2 separate regions of the Mus musculus genome follow, and region 2 is linked to region 1. Evidence: chromatin contacts called from public Hi-C data. All regions are on one chromosome and are shown on one strand. The core of a region is the stretch at or near the end of the contact, and the rest is flanking DNA. Distances in the headings are between cores, read along the strand shown. Region 1 overlaps Sspn (sarcospan). Region 2 overlaps Itpr2 (inositol 1,4,5-triphosphate receptor 2).

Region 1 (7,531 bases), core at 1,804-4,303:
GGCTTCAATACATATCCCCACTCAGAAGGATCGAAGCAAAGGAACAAAGACCTTGTTTTGTTCAGCAGCCGCAAGCCAGACAGAATGTTCTAAACTTACTTCTGTCATATCCTGAAGCACATGCCTGGGCTCTCTCCTCAGCTTCTGTCAGCAGGATCAAGAGTTTCCCCCACGTAATTGTCTTTGTCCCTGGAGGCTGCCGGGCTGAAATCTCAGTTGTGAGAATTCTCTCCTTCTTGTTGTAAGACACGTACACTCAGAAGATCAAGACTGACTGACCATAATCACAGTTCCACCACCCCAATAGAAAGCCCCTTCCATTAGCTGACACTTTGTGTCCACTTCACTAGACCTGACCTCCAGCAAGATACAATGTAGCATAGCAATGCCCAGCCACATTCAACAGCACGCTGCTTGTCTATCCGCTGAACTTACAGTCTGTGCTGTACTGTTCTGTGTCTCTGGGAACTGAGAGATGAAAACCACAGTCTCGCTCTGACACCGGCCCAGCCTTCCAGAGAGAGGCTGCAGTACAGGGGAGGTGTGAACAGCCTGTCCGCTGTGGGATGCACAGATGGTGAACTGACCTGACAGAGGCTGGGAGAAGATCCACAGAGGAAGATGGTTATGATATGTTTGCCATGCACCTATATGAAGCCGTTAAAATTGTAGGAAATACTGGCCCAACTACAGAGCCTTGTGAAAATAGAAAAAAAGTCCAAGTTACCCACTTTGGACAAAAAGTACTTCAAATATACTTCTTTTAACTTTGGTACATCATATTACATCATTACAAGGCTTGAGCTAGCTCAGGATGTATTAATGTTAGTCTACATAGGGTGAAGTTCTTATAACCTTGCATGACTAACAGGGTTTTTTTTCTCTTTATTGATAGTGTGTACAAGGATATTCTAGAAAAATCATATTTATTAAATACCTCACACTGGAAGCTTTATGGCCATAGGGAAAGAAAAAAGAGTTCTCATGCCAGACTGAAGGAAGGGCCTGCTTCCTGAGCTGGCAGGATGTGGGCATGCCCAGAAAATACAGGGTGCTCCGGCTCTCGGGCACTGAAGGAAAGGGCATGCTCATGCATGAATCTCCTGGAATGGGGCCATAGCTCACTTCACATCCGTGAGAGGAAGTCCACAGAACAAGGAGTGGATATTAGTGAGGTATTTAATAAGTTACTTGATGGACCAGACAAAGGTCCAGGTGGGCCAGGTGCTATCACACTGCACAAAGACATAAAGCCTGAACATCAGTGCCAAGAAGCAACTGGGCCTATGTCACTGAACGTTTGGGGAGATCACATTACCAACTTTATTGATAAGAAAATCTTCAAATATTCTTTTGAATGGAAAGGAGCAAAGGAAACATTGTAACCTATTTTCAGACATGTGCATCTACAAGTTCTTTGCTTCTAAACCCCTCAATCTGTAGAAAGACTGTCCGAACAGGGTCGGGTCTACACTGCCTCTTGTGAGCCGTAGAGCTAAGCAGGGCTAGAACAGTCTCAATGTCAAGTCTGTTTCTAGAAGCAGGGGTCCTGGGTCTTGCTACATAGTGGCTTTACCTATTTGACCTAATGGATGGCAGAGATGCCTGGTAAGGAATTCTGAGCAGGATGGAGGACCAACTCGGTGAGATGTTTGTATAAATGATTTCCCAAAATAGTCTGCAAAGCTGGGAATTATTATCATTTCTTTCTCTCAGTTGTATTTATAGTCTGGCATTGTGACATTTTCACTACCTCAACTTATTTGTTTCCTTCTTCCAGTTGTTGACAGAGTTGCTATACAGGGTTGTTGGGGGATACAACCTTCTCCTGCCAAATACCATTCATTATTCCCCCTGCCTCCTCAGCCCCATCGATCACTTGTGAACTGGAAACGTGACACTATTTCTGTAAGTATTGGATGCAAAATGCTTTCATCCGATCAATATTGTAACAAGAGGAACTTAACCTCTGTCTACGGTCATGAAGTCAATGGACCACCCACAGGACCAGAGGCACTGATTTTCCCTGCATTTTCTTGAAGAAAATCTCTACAGATGGTGACCCGCATCTGATGATTTAAGATAAACTCTTCGGAGTCATTTTCAACAACTGATAAATGTACTGTAGTCTATCAGTGTGATGTGGTCTTACTCAAGAGAACTGTTAGCATATACTGTGCCAGAATAATAAATAATAAGAAACAGCAAAAGAGCTATTAGCATTGCTTACTGAATCAAGATTTCAGGATCATAGGAGACATGTCAACATGGCTGTAGGGTCTTTCCTGCTCCATTCTTCTTGCCCCTTCCTCATTAGACAAGGCTGAGAAGGTTCAGAATCACCTTACAGGTTGGTCCCATCTTTACGATTTAAGATTCGATAGGTCTAGGGTTAAGACCCAGAATCTGTATCCCTGACAAATCCCAAGGCTGCTGCTGCTGCTGCTGGTGGTGGTGGTCCTGGGCCCACATCCTGATAAGAACAGATCGAAGCAAAAACACAGCCCCTGAGTGCCTGTGTCAGATCTGTCAGGATGGTGGGATATGGTATAGAGCCATTTCTTATGAGGAGTGAAAACAGATGTGCTATCAATGGCCACTTACAGTGTGTTCAGACCAATGTGGAAATCTTTACATATATTTCTTCCCCTCTGAGACTTTGGAATGCAAAAAGGTTAGGCGTACATTTACTGCAGGATGAATTTTTAATATTCATAATGTATACACAATAAAAGTGTTGGCACCACAAGACAAGTTAGTGCTTCATAATGTAAGAATCCTTAAAGTCAAAGGCAGAGCCCCTCTGTCTTCATTGCTACTTAAACACAACCCCACTCCAGAGCTTGCAGCCTCCACGTTCTGGAAGGTTCTGGGAGTATCTCTGAATTACTATCATGTGTGGCATGTCATTCTGATACATGGGGTGGTTATTGCCAACACATCCAAAGCCAAAAATTCCTTTCCAAAACTGGACCACGTCTTCAGGGGTATGGCATCTCAGAACTGCTCACCACATTCAGTCATTTCCATGCAGTAAATCCTACCATGGCAGATTCCAGAGTGCTGAGCTGAGGCTGCCGAGCGAGAGGTGCCTGCCCACAGCCTTCATGAGACAGCTTCATGACCTAGCTGCCATACTGCTCCCACCGCATCTCCTGCCTCTACATTGATGGGAGTGTCTGTTCACCCAGTGAGGTTGGTTTATTACTACATTTGGCAAATTAAGCTCTACTAGCTGCTTAGAATCTCTGCAATCAGCACAGAGACTCAGTACAGAGGAACACAGGAGAGAGCCAAAGAGAAACACCACTTCACACTCTGCTCCACCTTTATCTATGAGAGACATAAGGACCCCATTAGATGCTAAAGACAACAGACAGTATCTATCTATCACTTATCTATCACTCATCCATCTACTTATCTATCTACTTATCTATGCGTGCCATATATATATACATACATATATACATATATATGGCATCATATTAATCACAAAATATAAAACTTACAATAAACTATAAAAAAGTTATTAGTGTCAATACTCTAGTATGCCATTAGTAAATAAAATAGACTTATTTGAATATAAGCTCCATACTATAATGACAGTTGATGTGGTAGCCTGTACATCTGCTAAGTGGATAATTGGTGGGTAGTGTATATGACATGGAAACACTGAACAGCAGGATGACCCACATCCCCTTGTGAAATAAACAGTCAATACCGTGCTCCCTTCCAACTGGTAACAAGATCCTTTGTCCATTTCATAGTGTTAGAGTCAGTGAGATAGCTGTCTTTTTAAATATGTGTATTTGTTAAAGATAAAGCTGTCGGGGTGCAGCTCTGAGCCACTGATGGACTTTCCTGACATCCCCCTGAAGACATGGTCCAATTTTGTTGGAAAGGATTTTTTATTGGTTGTGTGTGTGATAACCATCCCATGTCTCAGGATGGCATGCCACACATGCTAAGAATTCAGAGATGCTCCCAGAACCTTCCAGAACGTGGAGGCAGCGAGAACAATGGGATTGTGATGGACAGCTTCTGTCTGTTATCATGGCCTCACTTTTCATTACAGATTTAGATAGATGCACAATAACAAGGCACAGAAATAGGTCCTTCACTTTAGAATACACACAAGAAAGGAAAAATATCATCCAAAACCATGAAACACTGAGCCAGAGTTCCTTCAACAAGTGAGAACGGGCTGCTTGGTTCAGTTGAAAGTCATGTATGAGACTGTGCACGTGGTTACAGTGCTGCATGGTGGGAAAAGAGCTTGAATTTTGATTCTATCTCTTTACTGGTGAAGTACAGTCCCTACCTTCACCTGAGACAGAATCTCTTGAAACCCAGGCTGGTGATGTCACTATGTAGCTAGGACTGGCTTTGAACTCTTCCTGTCTTTACTTCCTGAGTGCCAGGGCTGCAAGCATGCACCACCATGCCTGGCTTTAACTGATTCTCCCTGTTCTCAGTTCCTCCATCTGCAACAGTACTTTGTCGTGATGGTTAATCTGACGACTAATAAGAATGTAAAGAAGGCACCTGGGGTAATCCTTCTATACAGCCCAGCCTGAGGCCACTATTGATTGATGATATATCATTAGCTGGTGATTACTAATGCCATCATTACCATGGCTGTCGGAGATCATGTTTCTAGTCCATTAAGAGGTCCCAAATGTACTGCCAGGATAGCCAGGCTCAAAGCCGACACTGTTGGTTACATGTACTCTGTCTTTTAATTAGTATCCATGTAAGTGGTCACTGGGCATGCTCTTGATATTTATATGAGGAAAAGTCCATGCCTGGATGATTTAACAATGGGCTGAGAGCAAGCAATTTTCAATGCTAGGTACCTCAGTAAGCAAAGGGTGCAAATTATCCTGTTTCTTTTGTTTGTTTTGTTGTTACTTTCCAGAGTTTCCCATAATCCAGGCTGGCCTCTAACTCACTCTGCAGCTGAATGTGACCTTGAACTCCTGATCCTCCTGTCTCTGCCTCCTAAGCGGTGGGTTCTCAAATGTGCACCACGCCTGGCTTCTATTTCACATTCACAAGCATCCTGGGAGGTCACAGTCAGTGGCTCTGCTTTATAGACAAGGAGCAGAAAACTCAATGAGAAGCCTGAGGAGCAACCTCACCAACGTGACATCAGGGCACACCACCTGTCCCTGCCCCCACAGGGGCCACAGGATCTCCCAGGAGGAGTCCTGGCAGCCAGTGGCACAGAGATCTGTGGAGCCTGCCAGCTCCTGCTCCTCCCTTGAATGACTGGGCCATATGTGAAGCACAGGGGGTCCAAGTCAGCCAGGGAGACTCCTGTCTCTAAAACTCAATGGAGAAAGTAATTCTTGCTAAAGTGTAAACTGTTTTAAAGACTTTTAGGTGACTCCCACCCGGGAACCTCGGCAGGCACTATTTTGTTTCCCATCTCACATGACCTCAGTCTCTCCCAGGGACTTACTCTGAAATCTGAGCTGAAAAAGAAAAATATATGCAAAATAAACAAAAGCACCCTGTGACATCTTAGGCACGGTCTCACTCTGTTTAACAAGTGTTCACTGTGACGCCACTGTGTACCACGGACTCTTGGAGGCTTGCAACTCCACAGTGAGGAGTCAAGACCCAAATCTCTACCTTGATGACCCTAAGGTATCCTTAAGTGTAAAGGGGCCCAGTGAGGCAGCAGTGACTGAGAACCACAGACAACCAAGAGCTCAACATCCAGCATTAGTGCTTGCACAGACATGCGTGCACACATACGCCAGTGGAGTCGCTTCTTACATGGGTCTTGCTAGCTCCCTTCTTCATCAGCACAGATCCACTGCACATGACCCAAGACCTCACAGCTACATATGTGACATGCATGGACCAAGGGCACAGGATGAAACATCCTGTTGGCCCGTGGTTCTGTGGTGAGATGGGCCCCCCAGCTAAAGAGGGAGACTTAGCACTGTATCTGGCAGTTCTATGTCTAGGACATCAGTGAGGCCTGCTTCCTACACTGCTGAAGGGAGAGCATAGAGAGAGAGCTTAGCATAAAGCCGGCGACACGGCGAACACAGGGCAGCTGATAAATAGCATCAAGCAAACAAACGAATCAATCCATTCATGTCATAGCCTAGCCTTCTGCAGGGCGCACTTCTTAGACACCTCTCCACAACGTTGGCACGAACAGTTAGCAAACATCTGGTGACAGAAAACTTCTTTTTCTGCTTTGTTCTGTTTCTGCTATAGGCCTGTTTATTACCACCTGCCCAGGAGATGCCAATCTCAGTGACTGCATGCAGTGTGCTTTGTATATTTCTAGTTACTTGAGATAATGTCATAGAGGTGAGCGTGAATAGATGCTGAACAACAAACAAACTGCTCAATGAGAAAAATAGTTTCTGGCCATACCAGATCCAAAGTTAGTATTACTGTTTTGATTTGTTTTGTTTTGTTTTTTTTTTTTGGAAACACAATAGTTCCAGCCAAACTTAGTACACAAGACATTGACAGAGGACAGAAATAACAGGAAACAGAGAGAACGGCTGAAAACCGGTCTGAGGGCTCAAGATTGAACCAAACAGGAAGAGACAGGAAGCATCCGGCGTGGGCATTAAATGCAGGGCTTTAACTATAAACCTGAAAAAAGGGTCTCAGTTTCATTAATCAGGCTCAGAATACTGACTTCTATTCTATCACGCACAAAGCTCTATATAGTGAAAGAATCGTCCAGCCAGGAACAGTTGCTAAGATTTGTCTCATTTACATGGGACAGGACAGGAGGGCAGGCCACTCCCTGTCATCTGCCTCCAGAAGCTGCAGTTGTAGACTGCCACCCATCTTATTCCTTATCTTTCATAATTTTTCTTAAAAAAAAAAAATTCCTTGGAGCAGACGCTGTCCAAGGGAAGGCCTGGCAGAGAAATCTCGCATTGCTTATGAAAGTCTGAGTTTTGGCCTACGGCCCTCAGCTTTGTATTCCCACATCTTCCAGGGGGGCAGAGGGAAAGCTTTAATATTTAGTTTGTAAAGTTGACAAGGTTTCGTGGGCAAGGAGCTCACTATGTAGTAGAGGGTAGCCTTGAACTTTTTACCCTCTGGCCTGCTTCTCTCTCCCAAGTGCTGGGATTGCAGGTGTACACTACCACACCAGATATTTTATTACATTTAAAAGAAGCAAATATTAGAGATATAGGTCGAAATGTCTCATTAGAAGGCCAGTCCTGATGATAAACAATCCTACTGCTTTAAGTGTGTCTGTCCTCTGGGGTCTAAAGAGGAAAGACTTCCGGAAGAACAGCCATGTCAGCTTGAGTGGCATCCATTTAACCTCCTCTCTCCCATTCTGTCCTTAGTTCTTGTCATTTTTGCCTTAAGGGTGTCTGTGTGACAGGCACATGGCTGAATTACAATAACTGCACACACTTTTCACAAATCAGTGTGCAAAGACATTGACATTAAACCAAGATTGATAATATGGCAATTTCCTTAAAATACAAAAGCTAACCTGGCCTCACCCAGGGATTTGTCAGACATAAATCTC
Region 2 (7,531 bases), core at 1,778-4,277, 170 kb before region 1:
ATTGACTGGATCCAAATAAGGAGGGCAGCCATGTAGAAGTACACATGGGTACAGTCTGAGGAAGCACAGAGCATCCAACCCTCTCTGCATATTGCCTTTCATCACCCAGCACAGTTTTACCAGAGTGTTTGTGCTTAGAACTGATTGGATCACTGGCCACAGGATTGAACTTGGTCATTAGCCCAGAGGTTGGGTTGTCTGGAAATCCTGCCTCTGGGATCATGTGTGCCTTGTCATCCAAGAACCCACCTTGAGTCAGCTCATTAGGACAAAACCAGATGTAATCCTGGGGCTCCTGAGAGCAAACTCACCTCTGTCACCCGGGAAATTGTAAAGATTTGTGGCTATCATCATAGGAATCAAAAAAAAAAAAAAAGACCCATCAAATTGTTTATTGAAGGATGGTACATAGCTTCAGAGGGTAGACCGGGAAGGGGAGCTGGGATGGGAGGGAAACATGGATCGACTAAAGGAAAATGATGGAGACATGTTTAGAAAGTGACCATGCCCCTGTGGCAACTGTGAAGTCTTACTGAAGAGGCAATAGGTTAGACTTCAATTGGAAGCAGATAAAGAGTTGGTCAACATGTTAAACCTCCCAGGCAGGCTCCATGTTCCTACTAAAACTGAGTACCTGTGTCAAACAGCCAATAAAAACAAAGCATTATAAGACTGCATCTGACTAGCTCCAATCTATGTCAGAAGCAAGCTTTATATGTAGAAAATGCTTTGGCTTTGTTTTGACTTTCAGAGTATCCTATTGAGTAGGTAATCAATTAATCATAAAATCAATCAGTGAGATTCTTAAAGAAAACCATAGAGGTGTGTCAAGTACATGAAACTCAAGTGGTCTTAGCTTAAACATGGGAAGCTTATTCACCAAACCACACCCAAATCAGATCTGCCAAGCCTATGGGCTAATGAGTGGCAGCCTCCCTGTTGCACACGCATGAAACTGCGCTGTGGAGAAAGGCTGCAATTCCTGCCCTCCAATGCCTGATCTCTCTGTGACTAGGCATATTAAAGTTATGCTCAGCTTGAGGTCATTATTCCAAGACAGCCTCCTGCTTCCAGAAAGGTACACACATCTCCATTCTCTCTCACTTGTGCTCAGCCAAGTCCACTGTGTGGCTTCATCCTTTGAAGTTTCACCCTTTATGCTCCTAGGAGTCGCCTCACTTCTCATGACAGCTGCCAGTTGTCACCTGAGGGTGCTGGGTTTACTGCTCAAACCATGTGGTATAGGACTCATGCGTCCGTCGGTCACTTCACTCATGAGTCCGTCGGTCATGTCACTCATGGCGACTCTGGTACTTTTCTCTTTGTACCAGGAGGCTTTGCAGTTGAATTTTATGGTGGAAAATCTAGTAAGAAGCAGAGATCAGTTTGGGATGGCCAGCATGAAAATGGTATTATGAGAGCCCCGCAGCACACAGCCTTAGCAAATGGAGGCTGGGCAAGGGGTATCAGATGGTTAGTTGGTACTCAGCTGCAGAACCGAGTGCATTCTATTCTCTGTGTTGCCTCTCAGTAGTGATATTTGAAAGCCCTCTGCCAAACTCCACCATACTTCCGGCATTTTCCTTCCTCACCTATATGTGGATCTCTGACACAATACTGACAGGACATGTGCTTCTGATCTTCAGTAAACGAACCTTTAGCATACCCTGCAAAAGTAACCCGAGGGATTCCAGTTGCAATCATCCCTGTATTGTTTGATTTTCCCACTGAGTTTAGAAGCTGGGCTTTCTGGAGCGGAGGCCTGAAGCACCCAGAAGCTGAGCCACCTCTAGCCACCTTCTGTTTCTGTTTAGTCTCACCAAGTTTCTGGGCTGAGCTCACTCTGTAGCTGGGCCAGGCCTTGAACCTGCAATCCTTGTACCTCAGCTTCTGTAGCAGCCAAGTGCCAGTGTCTCCGTCAGACATGGAGAGCAGTTCAGGAAAGGCAGAGGGACTCCAAAGAACCAAAGCCTGACTCAGCCACTCACCGTTCTGTGGCCTTGGGCAAGTAAGTAAACTTGCTTCATGTTGTAGGCCATGGAGTAAGATCATAGCAACCCTTGTTCTGTGGAATTGTGGGTATCGGCCACAACAGGACCAAATGCCAGGCACTCGGAAGGCAAGGCGGGATCTGTTGCCGTGTTACAGAAGGTCAGAATTTCATTTCCCTCCAGCTTACATATATACAGGTGATTTTCATAAATGCTAATACCTTTTTAAAAAGACAAATCCTCAATGTTTGGTTGGACCAAACCAGTCTTATTACTTCTTAATCTCATTCTGACATAGCAAAAACTTACTCACACACATGCTAGCTTGGGCTCTGTGACTCAGGGCTGCTTCCAGCCTTAACTCTGTGTGTTTAAACTTTGATAGGCTCAAGTCTATTTGCAGCAACTTGAATTTTAAAGCTTTACCTTGCATTCACAGCTCACGAAGCACAGGGCAGGAAAAGGTATGGACACACCTAGAGGGGCATTCTTGTTTCACCGAGAAGCAAACTGAGCCTTAGACAGTGGGACACCCATCCGCCCCATACAGGAAATGCTTTCAGTTATGACGAAGTCAAAGCCCAGGTTGTTCTATCTCCCCAATTGGTGCCCTTCCATTGCACAGTACTATCTCTGCTCCAGGAATGAAGTATCACTTGAAAACACTAAATGTGAACACCACACAGGGTCTCTAAGTGACAGACTCTGACTGAACAGCTGTAGACATCAATGGGTCACGCTGACCTACTATTAAAAGGACTCTGAAAGATTCTTGTGACTTCTGTCCATTGCTCTGGCAGTCTCCTAGACAAGCACACTATTATACAAAATTATCCCCAGGAAGAGGATTATGGGTCCTAAGTGAACGTGTCAGGAACGACAAATTCATCTAAGAGTCTTGCATTTTAGAAGCCTCTAGAAGACCTGCACTTCACTGAGTTATTAGGAAGGATCAACCCTGCAGCCTAGAAGTCTGGCAGCTAATCTTCTTCCCTGGCTTGAGGCTACCCTGTGGTCACATGTATTCAGTTCTGGTGAAATGAGGAAATGATATCATATTGACTAACCAGCACCGGCCTGGGAATCCGATAACCATGTGCATGACCACAAGATATGCCACGTAAAGTGAAATCAGACCACTGTGTTAACCAGGAGCAAAGCACAGGCCAGCGGCGTGAGGAAGCTGTGCAGGGGAACCCTGCTGGACGCATCAGGCCTGCACTTCTGTCTTAGGGTAAGGTAGCCACTTCACCTTCCCCTCCCTCAAAGGAAAGGACACTCCCTTACTGAAAAATGCACACACACTGTTTTGTCACAGACTGCTTTCAACAGAAAATGGAACACAAGAACCTAAAAGCATATACAATACTTATGTTTAAGGTTGTTTCTGTGAAAAGAAAACTTTTCTGTACTGATTTTTAAACGCCTTTTTAAATTTTATTTTTCTCTTAAAAATTTATTGGTTCTTTGCAAATTTTTATGGATATCCCAATATATGGAGTCCTTTGCCCAAGACCAGTATATGTGGAGCATATGATAGGTCTATTATCAGCCTTTTGAGGAACCTCTACACATATTTTCTTAGTGGCTGTACCAGTTCACCCCCCTCCAGTTCACACACCTCCAGCAAAGAATGAGTGTCCCCAGACCCAGTGTCCATGCTGCCATTTGTCACCATTTGTTTCTTGACCGTAACCATTCTGACTGGGCTTAGATGAAACCTCTGAGCAGTTTTAATTTGCATTTCCTTGATGGCTATGTATGTTGAACATATATTTTCCCCCCTGGACTCTGTTTAGTTTTGTCCCGTTTAGGTTTTCTTGAATGTTTAATTTTGAGCTACTTATATATTCTAGATAGTACCACTCCTTCAAAGATATAACTCATGAATAAAAAATGTCCAGTCTGCTTACTGCCTCTTCAGTTGAGCGATAGTACCCTTTGCTGTTCAGAAACTTTTGGTTTTTGAGGTCCCATTTATTAATTATTGGTATTAAATAAAGCCTTTTTCTATCAAGATGCTACTCAAAACGTCTGTTCTTATATCAGTGAGTCAAGCCTAGGTCCCCTTGCTCCTGTCAGAGTTAGAGTATCTGGTCTTGTATTAACATCCTTCATGGATTTGGAGTAGAGTTTTATACAAGATGAAAGACACAGTTCAGATTTGATCCCTCCTCTGTGGTCATCCAGTTTGACAAGCAACACTTGTTCAAGATGCTGTCTTCTCTCCAACAGGTATTTGTTGACTTCTTTGTCAAAAGTTGAGTGGATGTAGGATGTAGGAGTGTGGGTTTATATGTGAGTCCTCAGTTTTGTTCCTTTGACTGACAAGTCTGTCTTTGTGCCAGTACCACCTGCTTTGGTAAGGACAGTCATGCTCACAATGTTCATTGTAACAATGTATATACATGGGAGGTTTTGCCACTTTCTGGTTTCTTGTTCAATTTATTTTTTTCATTCTTTTAAAAGATTTTTTGTTGTTGTTGTACAAATCTTTCCTGTCTTCGTTATACTTATTCTAGATATTTTACTTTTCTTGAGGCTATTATGAAAGGTATTCATTTATTTCTTTCCCCGTATGTTTGTTGTTTGTATGAAGGCCAATCCTTTGTTTTTTTGTTTTTTTTTGTTTTTTTTTTAACTGATTTGTTAATTTGCTGAAATATTTATCAGGTGTAGTAGTCATCTGGTGGAACCTTTGGAAAGTTTTACATAATAGAATTGTATCATCTCCAAATAAGGATACTTTGACTTCTTCCTTTCTTATTTGTATCCACTTTACCTTCACCTGTCTTACTACTCTAGCTAAGATGTCAGGACTTGCCTACTTAAATGGGAGTAGGCAAAGGGATTACCATTGTGTCCCTGGTTCTAGTGGAACTACTTGCAGTTTTTCCCTGTTTAGGAAGATGTTGTCTGAGGAATCCTGTATGCTACCTTTATTATATTGAGCTTATACCCTCTATCCCTCATTTCTCCAGCACTTTTATTGTGAATGGATGTTGGATTTTTGTCAAAGACCTTTTCTACAGCTAGAGAGATGACCGTATGGTAGTTTAAGTTTCTTGAACCATCCCTGCATCTCTGGGATGAAACTGACTTGATCATGGTGGACAGTCTTTCTAATATGTTCTCAAATTAGTTTTGAAAGTATTTTATTGCGAATTTTCATGTCTTTGACAGTCTAGTAGACTTCTATAGTGACTCCATCTGGCCTGGGCTTTTTAGTTGGGAGATTTTCAATTACTGACATCTCATTGCATGTGACAGGTCTACTTAAATCATTTAATTCATATTTGTTTGATTTTGGTAGCTCATATATATCTAGAAGTTCATCCATTTCTTTTACATTTTCCAGTTTGGTGGAATCAATTTTTAAAGTATATTTGAATAAGCCTCTGAAGTTTTTCAGTGTATGTTATGGTGCCTCCCTTTTCTTCTCTAAACAAATTGGATCCTCTAATTCTTTTGGTTACTTTGACTAAAGGGTTATCAATCTCTTCAAATAGCTGTTTCATTGAATCTTTGTATTTACTTTCATTCTGTCATTAATTTCAACTGTGGTTTGAGTGTCTCTTCCGATCTATTCTTTCTTGTGGTTTACTTACTCTCATGTTTCCAAGGCTTTTGGGTGCACCACTTTGTTTTTAATTGTGATCTCTAACTTTTTTATATAAGTACATCATGCTGTAAACTTTCCTCCTGTGGTGGCTTTCATCGTGTCCTAGAGGTTTTGCTATGCTGGGTCCTCATTTTTATTCAGTTCTAAGAATTTTTAAATTTCCTTCTTGATTTCTTTACCAAATTTTTATTCAAAAAGTATGTTGTTCAGCTTTCATAAGTTTCTGTCTTTTCTATTGTTGTTGATATCCATAGCGATCAGATAAAATTCAGGATGTAATTTCAATTTTCCTATATTTGCTGAGACTTGCATTGTAATCTATTTGTAAAAATCCCTTGGGCTACAGAGAAGAATGTGTGTACTTTGGTTTTTAGATAGGATGCTCTGAAGATGTCTGCTAGGATTATTTGATGTGATTGAACTTTACAGCTTCCTCCTTTTTCCAAATGACCGTGTGTTTGTGAGAGTGGAGTATTGAAATCACCTATTGGCACTGTCCTGGGATTGATCTATGTTTTTAAGTTTAATGGTATTTCTTTTATGAAATTGGGTGCTCTGATGTTTAGTGCATATATGTTTAGGAGTGAAATATCCTCTGTTGGGGTTTTCCTGTAATAAGAATAAAGAATCCCATGTATCTCTTGTGATTAGTTTTAAAGTCTATTCTGCCAAATATTAGACTAGCTACACCTGCATGATTCTGGGTTTCATTTACTTACTCTGTCACTGATGCAGAAGACGGCAAAAAGATGGATCCTGTTTCTGATACCGTCTGTTAGTCTGTTTCTATTTATTGGGGAGTTAAGACCAAATTAATTTTATTGTTATCATTTAATAGTAAGAGCTATTCTTGAACAGTGCATATGAATTTCTGTCATTTTGTTGATTATATGATATTCTTTCAGACCTCTTTTGATTCAGTGTTCTGGAACTGTTTTGTGCCTTTCTGTGCAGGTTGATCCTGTTCTTCAAACCTGAGTATTCTTTCCAGTATCTTCTACAGAGGTGGATTAGTGGTCATACATTACATCTGATAGTTTCACTGGGTATAGAAGTCTGCGCTGGCATCTGTGTGGTCTTTCATAACTTGTAGAACATGGGTCCAGTCCTGTCAGACTTTCATAGTCTCCACTGGAAAATGAACTGTTACTCTGGTGGTCCTGCTTTTTGTATAAGACTTGATTTTTTTTTTCTTGTCATTTTCAACCTCTTTGTTTTGACTGTTATGTGATGTAGAGAATTTCTATTCTGGTCCTGTCTATTTGGTGTTCTGTATGCCTCTTGGACCTTGATAGGCATCTCTTCTTAAATTGGGGAATTTTTATTCTATAATTTTGCTGAAAATATTTTCTGTTCCTTTGACCCGGGTCTCTTTTCCTTCTATACTTATTTATTTTGAAGGTTTGAGTTTTTATAGAGTTGAGTTCCTATGTGCTCTGTTCTTGGAGTTTGTGGGGGTTTGCGTTTTCTTTGTCCAAGTGATCTAATTCCTCTATTTTGTCTTGCAGAGTTGATAATTCTCTCTTCCATCTGGTCCAATCTCTTGATAAACTTTCCTCTAAATTTTTTGTTAGACTTCATGAATTTTGGATTCATGAATTTTGCATTCAAGGGCCATTTCATTTTGGCTTTTCTTAAGAGATTCTATCTCTTTATTGGATTCTGTTTTCATGTCTTGAATTGTTTGTTATTTTATCCAACTGTGGTTTTTTTTTTTTCTTTTTTCTTTCTTTCTTTTTTTTTTTTTTGCAATCTTTCAATCTGGTATTCGTCTCCTCTCTGAATTCTTTGATCATCTTTCATTATTTCTACTTGAACCATTATCATGTGTGTCATCTAAGTTGCTCTTCTCAGGGGACATTACACAGGGAGGACTAATTTTTGGTAGAGACTTACTGTTTGTTTATTCGTGTTTGCA

The links. A called contact is a pair of places that touch in the nucleus more often than the background predicts.
Region 2: a contact with region 1 is called in a Hi-C map of muscle stem cells, with 1.6 times the contacts expected there. The contact joins two enhancer-like sites. A contact is called at or near these places in 2 of 484 Hi-C or Micro-C datasets (both in muscle stem cells), 1 of 115 datasets of contacts at active chromatin or transcription factors (pancreatic cancer cells) and 2 of 9 other capture datasets (adipose tissue and liver).

The regions. Positions count from the first base shown.
Region 1 is chr6:145,946,328-145,953,858 of GRCm38.p6, reverse strand. The region is part of intron 1 of Sspn (sarcospan); the gene reads right to left. Among named protein-coding and RNA genes, the nearest start is that of Sspn, 16 kb to the right of the region's middle. Within about 2 kb of position 3,053, at least 12 of the 459 cell types and tissues checked have an H3K27ac peak or open chromatin away from gene starts, as enhancers often do. A contact at or near this core is called in muscle stem cells, where this site is marked.
Region 2 is chr6:146,115,922-146,123,452 of GRCm38.p6, reverse strand. The region is part of intron 55 of Itpr2 (inositol 1,4,5-triphosphate receptor 2); the gene reads left to right. Among named protein-coding and RNA genes, the nearest start is that of Gm35768, 24 kb to the left of the region's middle. Within about 2 kb of position 3,027, at least 59 of the 459 cell types and tissues checked have an H3K27ac peak or open chromatin away from gene starts, as enhancers often do. A contact at or near this core is called in muscle stem cells, where this site is marked.